Linked DNA regions of Mus musculus: region 2 is linked to region 1. A link is a contact called in public HiCAR-type data. All regions are on one chromosome and are shown on one strand. The core of a region is the stretch at or near the end of the contact, and the rest is flanking DNA. Distances in the headings are between cores, read along the strand shown.

Region 1 (6,422 bases), core at 3,640-6,139:
AGACTGGACATGGTCAGAGCTAAGAAAGCGAGAGAGCAGGAGGGAAGTGTGGACAAAGGGAGTCAGCAATAGATAGGAATAGAGCAAGAGGGCAGCAAGGATGGGGGTAAGAGAGTGAGAGGGAGGGCATAACATGGGGAGAGGGAGGGGAGAGAGAGAGAAAGAGAGAGAGAGAGAATAGCAAGAGTCAGAGCAGAAATAAAGAAATGTGAACAAGTCACACAGATTACAGGAAGAATGAGAAGCTGGGTGGAGGGAAGGACAGGATGCTCCTGTGGTCTTTTGAGCTGTATCACAGGTACTAGTGATACCGGGGGGAGTCTGGAGGCCAGCATGGGCTTCTGTATGCTGATTGATGCCACAGGTATCTAGAAGTAAGGAGAAAGATTCCTTCCTGGAAGATGGGAACAGGTTTCACAGGTTCCTGAGAAATGCTGGGGGTTTTTTTCTAACAGCCAGAAATCTCTATATAGTCCTGATTGAGCTCACTTCTAGATATATGGTCTACCTAAGACAGAGACAGAGGTTTGGTTCCAACACGCACATCAAAACGGCTCACAAGCATCCTTAACTCTAGTTAGTTCTAATGGATACAGCACCCTCTTCTGGCCTCTGTGGGCACGTGCACACATGTGGTAAACAGACATACACTCTCAGTTACACACATTGCACATTAAAACAAACAAACAAATAAATAAATAATCTATGTTTTTTAAGGTCCAAGTTATAATTCTTTTGGAGTTCGTTGTTTTTTATTCTTTTTAATTTTGTCTTAACCTGGATAAAGGTGCTTTGTCAACCTCAAGATCACAGAAAGATGCTCCTTTCGGTTTATCTGTAGAAGACTTAGAATTTTTAGTTTTCATATTTTGCCATATCATGGCAAGTGGACCGAAAAGGGGGCATAGCTGACACGGGGTCTCTCCGTGTAGCCTTGGCTGTCCTGAAACTCACTCTGTAGTTCAAGGCTGGCCTTGAACTCATTAGCCTTTGCCTTTCAAGAGCTAGAATTAAAGGCATGTGTCACCACTGCCCAGCAAGATCCAACATTTCTTAAGAGATAGGATTGATAGACAACATGCATGTGTGTGTGTGTGTATGTGTGTATGTGTATGTGTGTGTGATCACATGCATGTTATTGCACTCAAGGTAAGGGGACAACTTTTATGAGTTGGTTCTTTCCCTCCACCTTTGTGGCTCCTGAAGATTTAATGCAGGTTTCTAAGATTGGCAACAAGTGTTCTTTAGCCACTGAACCATCTTGTTAGCTCTGGACACCATTTTTGAAGGACATTCTTGTTACTATTTATATGGGTCTTTCTTTCTTTCTTTCTTTCTTCCTTCCTTCCTTCCTTCCTTCCTTCCTTTCTCTCTCTCTCTCTTTCTTTCTTTCTTCCTTCCTTCCTTCCTTCCTTCCTTCCTTTCTCTCTCTCTCTTTCTTTCTTTCTTTCTTTCTTTCTTTCTTTCTTTCTTTCCTCCTCCTCCTCCTTCTCCTCCTCCTCCTCCTTCTTCTTCTTCTTCTTCTTCTTCTTCTTCTTCTTCTTCTTCTTCTTTTTCTTCTTCTTTTGTTTTTTTTTTTGAGACAGGGTTTCTCTGTCCTGAATTCACTCTATAGACCAGGCTGGCCCAGAACTCACAGAGATCCACCTGCCTCTGCTTCCTGAGTGCTGGGATTAAAGGCATGTGCCACCACCACCTCTAGAAATCAAATTTTGGACTATGTCTTTCTGCCCTTCAGTGTTCACATACATTATCCCACTGCTGTAGCCCACCATGTCTGATCAGAAGTCAGCACTCATCTTTCCTCTCCCCTAGGCAATGAGTCACTTTCACTTTTAATATTTTCTTTTTTACAATTAATTGGTTTTTATGTGTATGAGTACTTTGCCAATATGCATGTCCCTACAACACAACCCATGTGTTCCTGGTGCCTTAGATGCCAGAAGAAGGCATCAGATCCCCTAAGCCTGTAGTTACTGTTATGAGCTGTCATGTAGGTGCTGGGAATTGAACCTGCACCCTTTGGAAGAATAACCAGTGCTCTTAACCACTAAGCAATTTCTCCAGCCTCACCTTTATAATTTTTTTCTCCATCTTTCATGTACACAAGTGGAATTCTGTATTTATTTTCTTCAGAGATGACTGGGTTTCTTGGATATACATATTAATGTTTTCATCAAACTTGGGGAGTTTGGGACTATTATTTTCTGTGATATTTTCCTCTCCATCACTCTCTCCTTTTAGATGGGGACATCTTTATTAACTTCTCTGTCCCTTGCTGTGATCAAATAGCTGACAAGAAGCAACTCAAGGGAAGAGTTTATTTTGCTCAACGTTTCATGACCTGTATCCATTTGAGGGGTTCTGTTGCTGTGGTAAACACCACAACCAAAGGCAACTTGGGAGGAAAGTGTTTGTTTCAGCTGACAGGTTACAGTCTCGTGTATCCCAGGCTGGCCTTGAACTTGTCACGTAGCTGAACATGTCTATGATTTCTTATCCTTTGTCCTCAATCTCCCAAGTGGTAGGATTATAGGCATACACCATCAGGCCCAAATTATGCAGTGTTTGTGATCAAACTCAGTGCTTCATACCTATAACTCAAGCACACTATCATCTGAGCTACAGCCCCAGTCCTCAAAATACTTTTTGGCAGCCTGTCCACGGCCAATATTTTCATTGAGGAAGATTTGATTCTGTCTCAACTTCTTACAGCAAGAGAAAAATAACTTGTTTGCATTTACACCTTACTGCATTTTGTGCTTTATCTGTAAAATAGGGTGATGTATTAGGTTTCATTAGTTAGGCTGTGGAAAAGCCAGTCTTAAATCTCACTAGCCCGTAACTGCAAAGAACTATTTCTAACTGACCACATGTTAGATGTGGACTATTTACTGCTTCATTTTCTTCCTTTCAGGACTCAGTCTAGCAGAATAACCCTAGCTTGGAGCTGCTCTCTCTCAAGAAGAAAAAGAACTGGAGGAAACACACCATTGCCTAACTCTGAACGTTTAGGCTTGTATATAGTTAGGCCTGTCTACATTCCAGCAGTGAATGGTAGATCATATGATCAAACTGTCATCAGTGGAGCTGGAAAGGATATCTCCATCTTGGGATGTAGGACAGTCACCTAGCAACCACTGATGATAAATAGCCCTTAACAGGAAGAACAGCTTAGTTAGAATTAGTTGAGAACTGCAATGCCAGTTACCACACAATAAGAGCAAGACACTCCTTACGGCATTGTGAGAATGGAGCCGCTCAAGGATCCTGAAACTGTTCTCCACTTAAGAAGGGCTCTAAGATCACAGCAACAGTGATTTTCGGCTTCTGCTGGGAGTTAGTCTCACTACTGAGTTGGATTAAACCTGACTTAATAGGAAGAAAATGGCTTGTAGTTATTCCCCATATTCAATGCAGAGACAATAAAAATTTGAGTCTAGGGGCACAGACTTTGGAGTGAGATGGACACCTCCCTTTTAAGGACAGATAATATTGGAACCAGATTATTTAACATCTCTGAGTCTTAGTTTCCTCAATGCCCAAACGCACTTACTTGAGAATTTACCATAGGCTTTTCAGTTGGCGAAATTAGCCTGGTCCTGTTTACCCAGTAGATGTAGCCTTCAGTGAATTATTGAACACAGATTTTCTTTTTAAAAACCCATTTCAAAAAGTCTGTGAGCTGTATGCAAAATATAACTATAGCACTATTGAATAATAGTCTCAGTTCAAGTTATCTTTTCTACAAGGAACCCTCACAAACTGACTTATTTTCCTACCTCGGGATACTTCTCCCTGTTTCTCTTGGTTTACAAAAGGCTCTGAACTATTGTTGATTCATTAGTTTAGGCAAAATCCATCTCTGTCACTTGAAAGCAGGTTCTTTTTAAAAAATTGTATTCTTTTATTTTTTTTCTTATACTATTTTATGTATTTACATTCCAAATGTTGCCCCCCTTACTGGTCCCCCCTTCCCGAGTTCTTCACCCCATCCCTTTAAATTGTATTCTTTTTTTCTTTTAAAGATTTATTTCATTTATATGAGTACACTGTAGCTGCCCTCAGGCACACCAGGAGAGGGCACCAGATCCCATCCCATTACAGTTGGTTGTGAGCCATTGACCTCAGGACCTCTGGAAGAGCAAGCAGCCAGTGCTCTTAACCACTGAGCCACCTCTCCAGCCCTTGTATTTTTTTTTTAATTGGATATTTTTTTTGTTTACATTTCAAATGTTATCCCCTTTCCCAGTTTTTTTAAAATTAGGTATTTTTCTCATTTACATTTCCAATGCTATCCCAAAAAGTCCCCCATACCCTCCCACCCACTCCCACTTTTTGGCCCTGGCGTTCCCTTGTACTGGGCATATAAAGTTTGCAAGTCCAATGGGCCTCTCTTTCCAGTGATGGCCGACTAGGCCATCTTTTGATACATATGCAGCTAGAGTCAAGAGCTCCGGGGTACTGTTAGTTCATAATGTTGTTCCACAGCCCTTGTATTTTTAATTTGTGTGTGTGTGTGTGTGTGTGTGTGTGTGTGTGTGTGCTTTGTGAATGAACTCAGAACTCAGAACTCAGGCCGTTAGTCCTGGCTATTTATCTATGTACTCTATTTACTGAACCATCCCACAGGCCCAGGGATTAGACAGTTCCAGTCTCTGCCTCGAAATCCTCACGTGTAAAACTTTTGAAAGGGAGGAGGAGCTCAGAGGCCTGGGCCGGCTCATGCCCCGCCCAGTTTGGCTTGGGCCCGCCCCTGTGGTGCTCGGGACCCTGCCCCCCGTTGTGGGCGTGCTCCGCAATGTTGTGGAGGCCGCGTGCCGGCGGCGTTACGTCACACGCACGCTGGCGCGGCACCCGGTTCGGCGGCAGACGGAAGGGGGCGTGGCCTGGCGCTAGGGCCCCGCGGCCGCCGGCGCCGCCGCCTGAGTGACCTGCTAGGCGGCCGGCGGCGCTCAGCTTCCGGCCACTCAGGCAGCTCGTTGGCCACTCTGTTTTGAGGTCCTCGCCGCCCTTCCACGTCTCCCGGAAGAGCTAGCCGGCAGGTCCGGGAGCAGCGGGCTGCTGTGGCGGCCCGGGCGGGCGACGAGGCCGCGGTGCTGCCGCTCGGCGTCCTCAGGTGAGGCGCGACCAGGCCGCGGGCGGGACGGCTTGGCCTGCGGGACCCGGTCTCCGCCTTTCCCGAGCGCTGTCGTGCTCGTCTTCGCTCAGGGACAAGGAAGGGGATGCCAGAGCCCCGTAGCCTCCGGATACCGAGGCTGACCCGCCCTCCACCCCGACTCTGCTCTGGGGACCCAGTACGATGTGTTCTCGCCTCTCGGGGACCCGTGGTCACACCGCCGGGCCTGACCCCTGACCCCCGCCTCTGTGTGACATCTGACCTTCCCGGTGGCTTTGCACCACGGGAAGTCCCCTCTTGGAGTCTGTCACTGAGATAAGAGCTCAGGTTTAGTGTCTACGATCCACGTGAAAGATATGTTTTAAAGCCCCGTTAACTTTCAGATGGGAGGCAAGACATTAATTGTCTTCAGGCTTTTTTTTATTAGGAGAGCTACTTTTCTCTCGCTCATCACTAATTTTTACATCGAGCTTGTGTAACGTTTTATAAGTCAGAAGGCATGTTACATTCCTTTTTCATTTGGTTTCTCATAAATTGAAATACACACTTAAATGGGTTTCCTAAAGAGTGTGTTGAAACAGTTAACTTCCGACGAGGTTAGAGCGGAGAGGTTAAAAGGTGGGTTTACCTCTAGGTTGACCTAGATTCCAGTGTCTGAGGTGCCATCGAAGTTCCAGGATCTTTCTAAGCCATATCCATCTTTATTTGTTTCTAAAGGACTTTACAGTTTGCCATATAATGTAGCTGAGCATTATGTTACTATATTATTTTTATTATTTTATTTTTATATTATATTATTTTTAGTGATAGTGTTTGCACAACACTTGACATATAAGGATGAATTACTTCAGTAGTGTTTCTAGGAGTGCCTGTGTGTGGGCTAGAATTGGAATTTATCATTGAGCAAACCAGGCATTGTGTGTATCCACCCACTCCCCCTTCCCCAGCAGGGAGAGACATGTTTTAAAACAACAGTTGCAACAACCTGAAGCAGTGTAAGGCAAAAGAAGGGCATGCACACAGAATAAAAAGACCTAGCATAGAAGGGAAGGAAAGACAACTCTGATGCCAATTTAGTGAAGAAAGCCCAAGATCTAATAGTTCCAAGCCAAAGGGACACTGACCACATTCAACCAACACTGTTGACTTTGTAGTTTACTTCATTCTACAGCTTAAAGGTTAATTTTACTTCGTGGCCTTGACTTTGGCACCTGGAAGTTTTTTCCATGTGTTGGTTAAATAGATAATTTATACAGTCATTTTTTTAAAAAAAAAATTGAACTCAGCTGGACATGCACATGGT
Region 2 (5,958 bases), core at 880-3,379, 850 kb after region 1:
GCCTTCCCCGTGCCAAGCCGACGTAGGACAGAGCACACGAAGGGCTCTGGAGAGTCTAATGTGAGCTGAGCTGGGGCTTCGTCACTGAACTGTCCTATTCCTTTCTACCTCAAGCCTGGAAAGACAGTTTAAGACAGGATTCCCACAGAGCCCACTACCGTGAGAAGCATGGCGAGAATACTACAGTGAGGCGCCTTAAGCGCACAGGCATGCTGCCGTCTCACAGGAAGCTGAATGGCCGACAGCAACACCCCTGGGAGCCATCTTTTTCTAGGAAATAAGGTCCACAGGTCACAGGCCAGGAGCAGACAAGGGCTGGATGTGTGAGGCAATCTCCCAGCATGTATGGGAAGTAAAAGGGGGGTAGTCCAAGACACGTAGAGACACACTACCTCGATGTAGGCAGCCAGGGTTCTGAGAGGCGCTGGCAGGAGCCTAACCTGGTGGCCACAGGACCCCAGAGTATATCTCCAGCAGAGTGTACCAAGAGTTTGGAACATGATGCATGGGACCCTCTCTTACCTGTCAAGATGGGCTGGGGACATGCTGCAGAATTTCCCCTTCCAAAGCCCTGACGATTAAGATAGCAGTGGCATAGCCCACAGTTAATGCAGAGGCTGCTGCAGAGGCCTTCCCCGTGCCAAGCCGACGTAGGACAGAGCACACGAAGGGCTCTGGAGAGTCTAATGTGAGCTGGTTACCAGGACAGGGGTCCTAATGCCAGCAGCACACCCTTGTTTGTTCTGCTCTGGCTCTGCACAGAGAGCATGTGGAGCTCTTGGAGTTAGAGCTGCAGCTCATTAGCCCTGGGCCGTCTCCTCCAGAGGAGGGAACTTAGGGCTACTCTAGACAGGTGCCTCATCCCTACAGCAGATGTCTCTTGGTGCCACTCCTAAGTCAGGGTATGCAACCATGCCTGTGGTATGAAGCTGTGGGCCACTATGCAGTCGGAGACAGAAGAAGATGACAGAAAGACAGGGAAAGGGGAGGAAAGTGGACCTGCGGGGGTCCACTGAGCTGGCTAGCATGGAGACCCTGCCCGGGAGCACTTCCCAGACAGTTCTCCTTCACCGGGCTGCTCTCAGCCTCACCTTCTTTCTGGGCATTTGATGGGCAGGGCCACGGCAGCCTGGGCTCCCTCACTTGCTCCAACTGAGCGGCCCTGCTTGCAGCCCTGCCGGCGTTGGCACGGTGACAGTAGCCAAGTGTGCAAACTTGTGCCATTGTCCCTGGGCCAGGGGGAGCCATGGAGACTAGCTAATATGACACAGGAAAATGTTTGCTGATGGCAATTCTATGGGCTTTGTCCACCTCTTTCTCCATCATGACGACTCGATTTAAGTCCCTAACTGTTTGACTACAAACGCAAGGGGACCGTGCAACGCCACCCTTTTGTCCGGCCGCACTGAATGGGCAATTCAGGCTTTGTGCAGCTCAATTGAGGAAGCAAACATAAAGACAAGATTCCTGAGAGCCTCGGCTCCCTTCCCATGGATATCCCAGCACCCCTCAGCCAGCCCGCCAGGGCTACCTTTCCCCACATCAGTGCACCTCTCAAATCCATCCCAGGGGGACCCTTCAGGAAGGACGGTTGAAAGAGGTGAGAGACACGAGGCCAGAGACAGAGTCAGAGAATGCACACTCAACACTCAAGGGCAGAGGAAAAGCAGCCCACTCCGGCTTACCCCATCCGATTGTCTGTCTGCACTGGAGCATGGCAGCTGGAGACCTGAAGTATCTGGGGAAGGTTGGGTGCCTGTCTCACTGTGCCCAGCCCTCCTTGATCCTGAATACTTTTTGCGCGCACACACACACACACACACACACACACACACACACACACACACCTCAAGAAACCAGGTTACTGAGGTCAAGGGGAGGAGTGGGTATGGAGACTGGAGAAAAGTGGGGCTGAAGGGTAGAAATTTACCGGGAAATGATTGCATTTGGGAGCTGTCTTTTTTTGTGATGGTCCCCATGGTGACAATTTGTGACGGCAAAGAATGTGGGACCGGGGCTCCGCCGCCTGATTGGGATGCTTTGTATCTGGAGAGGCGCTCCTGATTGGCCTGAGGGCCCCCCAGCTCCGGACTTGTCCTCCATTCAGCCCACTCAAGGGCTGTGCACAACTGCTTCTCAGCCTGCACGGAGCTCACTGCACGCCAGCTCGTCAGGCTTGCGGGGGTCTACGGTGGGGAACCTGCCGGCCACGTTGGCGGGGGGCCCTGGCCTTCACCTTCGGTCAGTACGGAGTCCCAAGTGGTTTGGCCTGGCTGGGTGGAGGGCAGGGCGTGAGCGGACTAGAGCCTTGGGGGAGGGGCACAGTACTGTGGGTGGTGGCCGAGGAGGCATGAAATTGCTGCAGATGCTTCTACAGGGGAGTCCCTGCGGCCGGCAGGGATGAGCCTTGAAGGCAGGTCTAGATTAAGTGCTAGACAGAGATCCTGCCTGGCCCTGTGTGAGAGTTGGGGGTGGAGCGTGGGGACTGCGGAGGGGGCGGGGTGGTGGGAGGGGAAGGCCACCACCAAGGAGGGGGAAGGGGGCTTGGCCTTCTTTAGAGGATTTCTTTGGCTTTGAAAATAAAAACTTGAATGGTGAGTCGTGCGCGCTGGCCTTCACGATGTGTGGGAGATGCGACCAACTGGGAATGTAGCCCCAGCAATGCCACTTGTAGCTGGGTGGCTTTGAGCAAGGTGTTTGCAGTTTCTGAGCCTTGACTTCCAGAAGAGGGCAACAGGCCCCAGAAGACTGAATGAGATAGTTGACACCTGTCTCATCTCAGATAGTCAAAAGGTGCTGAATAACGACTCACCAGCCCCATTGTGGATTCTGTTTGGGACAGAAGAATGGAGGATGTGTGCATTGGGTCCTGGTGGCCCTGGGGAAGGCGTAACTGCCCTGGAGAGACTCCTGCTGCCTATTGCATTCATTGTGTTCCCTAGGTCTGCCCTGTGCGCTCCTCCAGAGCCCATGCTCTTCATGGAAAGCCCTGCACAGTTCTCGTGGTGATGGCAGCTGACAGTGACGTGAAGATGCTTCTGAATTTTGTCAACCTGGCGTCCAGTGACATCAAGGCGGCCCTGGACAAGTCCGCACCCTGCCGCCGCTCTGTGGACCATCGCAAGTACCTGCAGAAGCAACTCAAGCGCTTCTCTCAGAAGTACTCGCGGCTCCCTAGGGGCCTGCCTGGCAGGGTGGCAGAGCCCCACCTGCAGAGGGGACCTGAAGAGAGGCCTGGACGGCCACCCCTCCATCCCTGTCCCCAATCCAGCCCCGGTGGGGGTGGGAGCTGCACAGAAAAGGCCCTGGGGACCCCCTTTAGGGAGGAATGCCTTTCTAAGGATCAGGGCTTCCGGGGGCTGAATCCAGAGGCTGCTAGACCCGGCCAGGTTCCCATGAGGAAGAGACAGCTGCCCGCCTCGTTCTGGGAGGAGCCAAGGCCCACTCTCAGCTACCCAATGGGGCTGGAGGTGGGCCTGGCCCCCAGGGAGGCATCTTTGTATGAGAATAAGAAAAACTGCAAGGGTCTGGAGTCCCTGGGGCCCGAGACTGCTCCACTGCCCATGTCCCCAAGGGTACTAGCTGACACGGAACCACTCAAGATGTCTGGGGTATCCTTGGTAGGCAGCCTGGATGCTTGGAGCTACTGCCCTTTCCAGTCCCATGGACAGCCCATCTTCCCGGGTCTCCCAGGGGTCCTGCCTCAGGGCCCAGTACCCAGTCTGGGCCTGTGGAGGAGAAGCCTGGCCTCGCCTGTGGATCTGGCCCACTTCTGCAAGGGTGTGGACACCCCAGGGCCCAAAGTGTACAGACCCGTAGTTCTGAAGCCTATCCCGACTAAGCCAGCCATGCCTCCCCCTATCTTCAATGTCTTTGGCTACCTCTAGCTGAACACCCTCAGCCCTCTCTCTTTTGGCCTCCAGGATGGGGGTCAGTCACTGACAAGCTCTCCGTGTGAGGAGGGAGCTGGGCAGGGGCCTGGCCAGGCTGCCTCAGGGACAAGGCTCCTCAGACAGGTACCTATGCGGAGGGAGCTTGCAGCTTGTGGACCAAGGCACAGGAAAACACGGGAAGTGAAACCCTAGTGTGGCAGCTGCCCATCACACACCTGTTCAGCTGCCATACCCCCCGCCCCCCCGGGGGGGGGGGCGAGGGGGCATCTCGCTTGTTCATTCTGTTCTTTGTAAATATTGAGAAAGTTAAAAAAAATTAAAAATAAAGATTTCTTTTCCAGTTTCCACCTCTCGGGTGTCATGAAGTGGGATGGTCCCGGATGCAGGGTCGGCATAGAGAATAGCTACTACAGGTGGGAGTGGCCTGAGGCTTCTGAGATGCCTGGAGGTGGGTGCTGGGAAACACATCTTGATTCCTAGGAAGAGGTGAGAGGGGATGCGGGAAGGGCTCGGGGGAAGGATGTTCGGTCCAGACATCTGAAGGGAGAGGTGGGCCAAGTCCGGATTCCCATGGTTCATGATGCTCAGGGAGGTAGAGATATAATTTTGGTGTGTCTGACTGTGCCAGAGTGGCACAGTGCTGGTCAGAGAGAAAACCAGGACAAATGGGACGTCAGTTTCACGTGACCAAGACAAGTGGTTTGACCAAGCCGTTCCTTTTAAGCATGAGCAGTGATTATATGTCCACAGTGAACCAAACCAAGCCCAAATTCCAGAGCTCCAGAACCCCAAAGGCACAGTCTTTTGACTGATCCAATCATATTCTGATTTCTCTCAGCCATAGCAATGAAGTGTTATCTGTGGCTCAGCAGAAGTGTGTGCTGGGGGAAGGAACAGGCTTATCCTGATAGCCCCCAGACAGCAAAGCTTCCTGACCAGCACGGGTCTAGCTAGGCATGCTCTAACGAGGATGGGCTACACAGTTTATCAAATTATGCTCTTCACAGCCAAGACTCGTGCTGGGCAAGCCTCTGCTCCCCACACAGGGAAACTCTGTCACGTACGCTGATGTATTCAGTACTGACTGTCTCCCTCATGGCCTGCCTCCGAGATGGTCCTTAGCTAACTGGGCATCCAGGATTAGAGGCCGCACATGGCCCTTCGCCTCTAGCCTACTTTTCCCCCAAGGCCCACCAGAACAGCGAGTCCACCGGAAAGGGGGCAGCTGGCAAAGGAGATGTGAGTGGTGTTCTGGATCTTTCTGCCTAAAGGCACCAGAAGATTTCCGAGTCACAGTTGCTGACATGACACATGTCCTCAGTCATTTTCTGGCATGTGAGAGGGCAGGTCCTTAGGCTATGCTTGGTCTCAGAGATCACTGAGGGTCCAAAAGCAGGTGTGTGCCCTCTTTTACCCCAAAGCACCATCACAGAGACTCTCTGAGCCCACTGCAACAGTTCTCAGCCTCCCCCAGACTGTATAACAGAGCTCAACACCCCAGTCCTGCCAGCTACTACTCAAGATACTTGTCTACACTGAAATGTCCTCACCCCAAAAGTGAGACGGGGCACAGACTTGCTACATGGGCTGTTTATAGATAAGGGTCTGGTCCTCCTGTTACGTGAAGTTGTCTCCTGCACTTAGGCACCTAGAGGTCCTTCCATGCTGGCAGGTTAGAAAGTCATACTTCAAAGCTGCTCACTGCCATGGGTGCCTTGGCTATCCCACCATGACACTCCTAGAGCAGGAGCCATCCTGCAGAGTCACATGTTCTCGGGTGCTGCTGAGCCCCACCCTGCCCAAGTCCTGGTACATCGGTGTTTTCCTGCTGGGGCTTGCCTTCCCCAGCGGTACCTGCAGGTCCATTCCTTTAAAAGCCGAAAGACTTCATTTAAAAGCAGAAACTGGGACCAAAGAGACAGTAGTTAAGAGCACTTACTGCTCTTGCAAAGATCCCAGGTTTGGTTTCCAGCATCCACAGCAGAAGGCTCAGGTGTCTGTAATCTGACACTCTCTGGCCTCCATAGGAAACTGCACGCACATGGTGTTCATGAACTCATAGGAT

Evidence for each region. HiCAR-type assays count read pairs that join an accessible place to other places.
Region 2: a HiCAR-type map of astrocytes shows a contact between it and region 1, with 2.4 times the contacts expected there. The contact joins the promoter of Fam181a here to the promoter of Golga5 in region 1. A contact is called at or near these places in 1 of 484 Hi-C or Micro-C datasets (pro-B cells) and 1 of 115 datasets of contacts at active chromatin or transcription factors (astrocytes).

The regions. Positions count from the first base shown.
Region 1 is chr12:102,464,245-102,470,666 of GRCm38.p6, forward strand. It overlaps Golga5 (golgi autoantigen, golgin subfamily a, 5), which reads left to right and starts at 4,890. Exons shown (of 13, transcript NM_001199004.1): 1 at 4,890-5,119. Gm30198 (a long non-coding RNA gene) reads left to right here. Exons shown (of 3, transcript XR_381856.1): 3 at 2,918-3,632.
Region 2 is chr12:103,312,830-103,318,787 of GRCm38.p6, forward strand. Fam181a (family with sequence similarity 181, member A) reads left to right here and starts at 2,130. Exons shown (of 2, transcript NM_001195726.1): 1 at 2,130-2,241; 2 at 2,943-4,236. The coding sequence starts at 3,009. The coding sequence ends at 3,887. It overlaps Gm29508 (predicted gene 29508), which reads right to left and starts at 1,940. Exons shown (of 3, transcript NR_136894.1): 1 at 1,686-1,940; 2 at 1-115.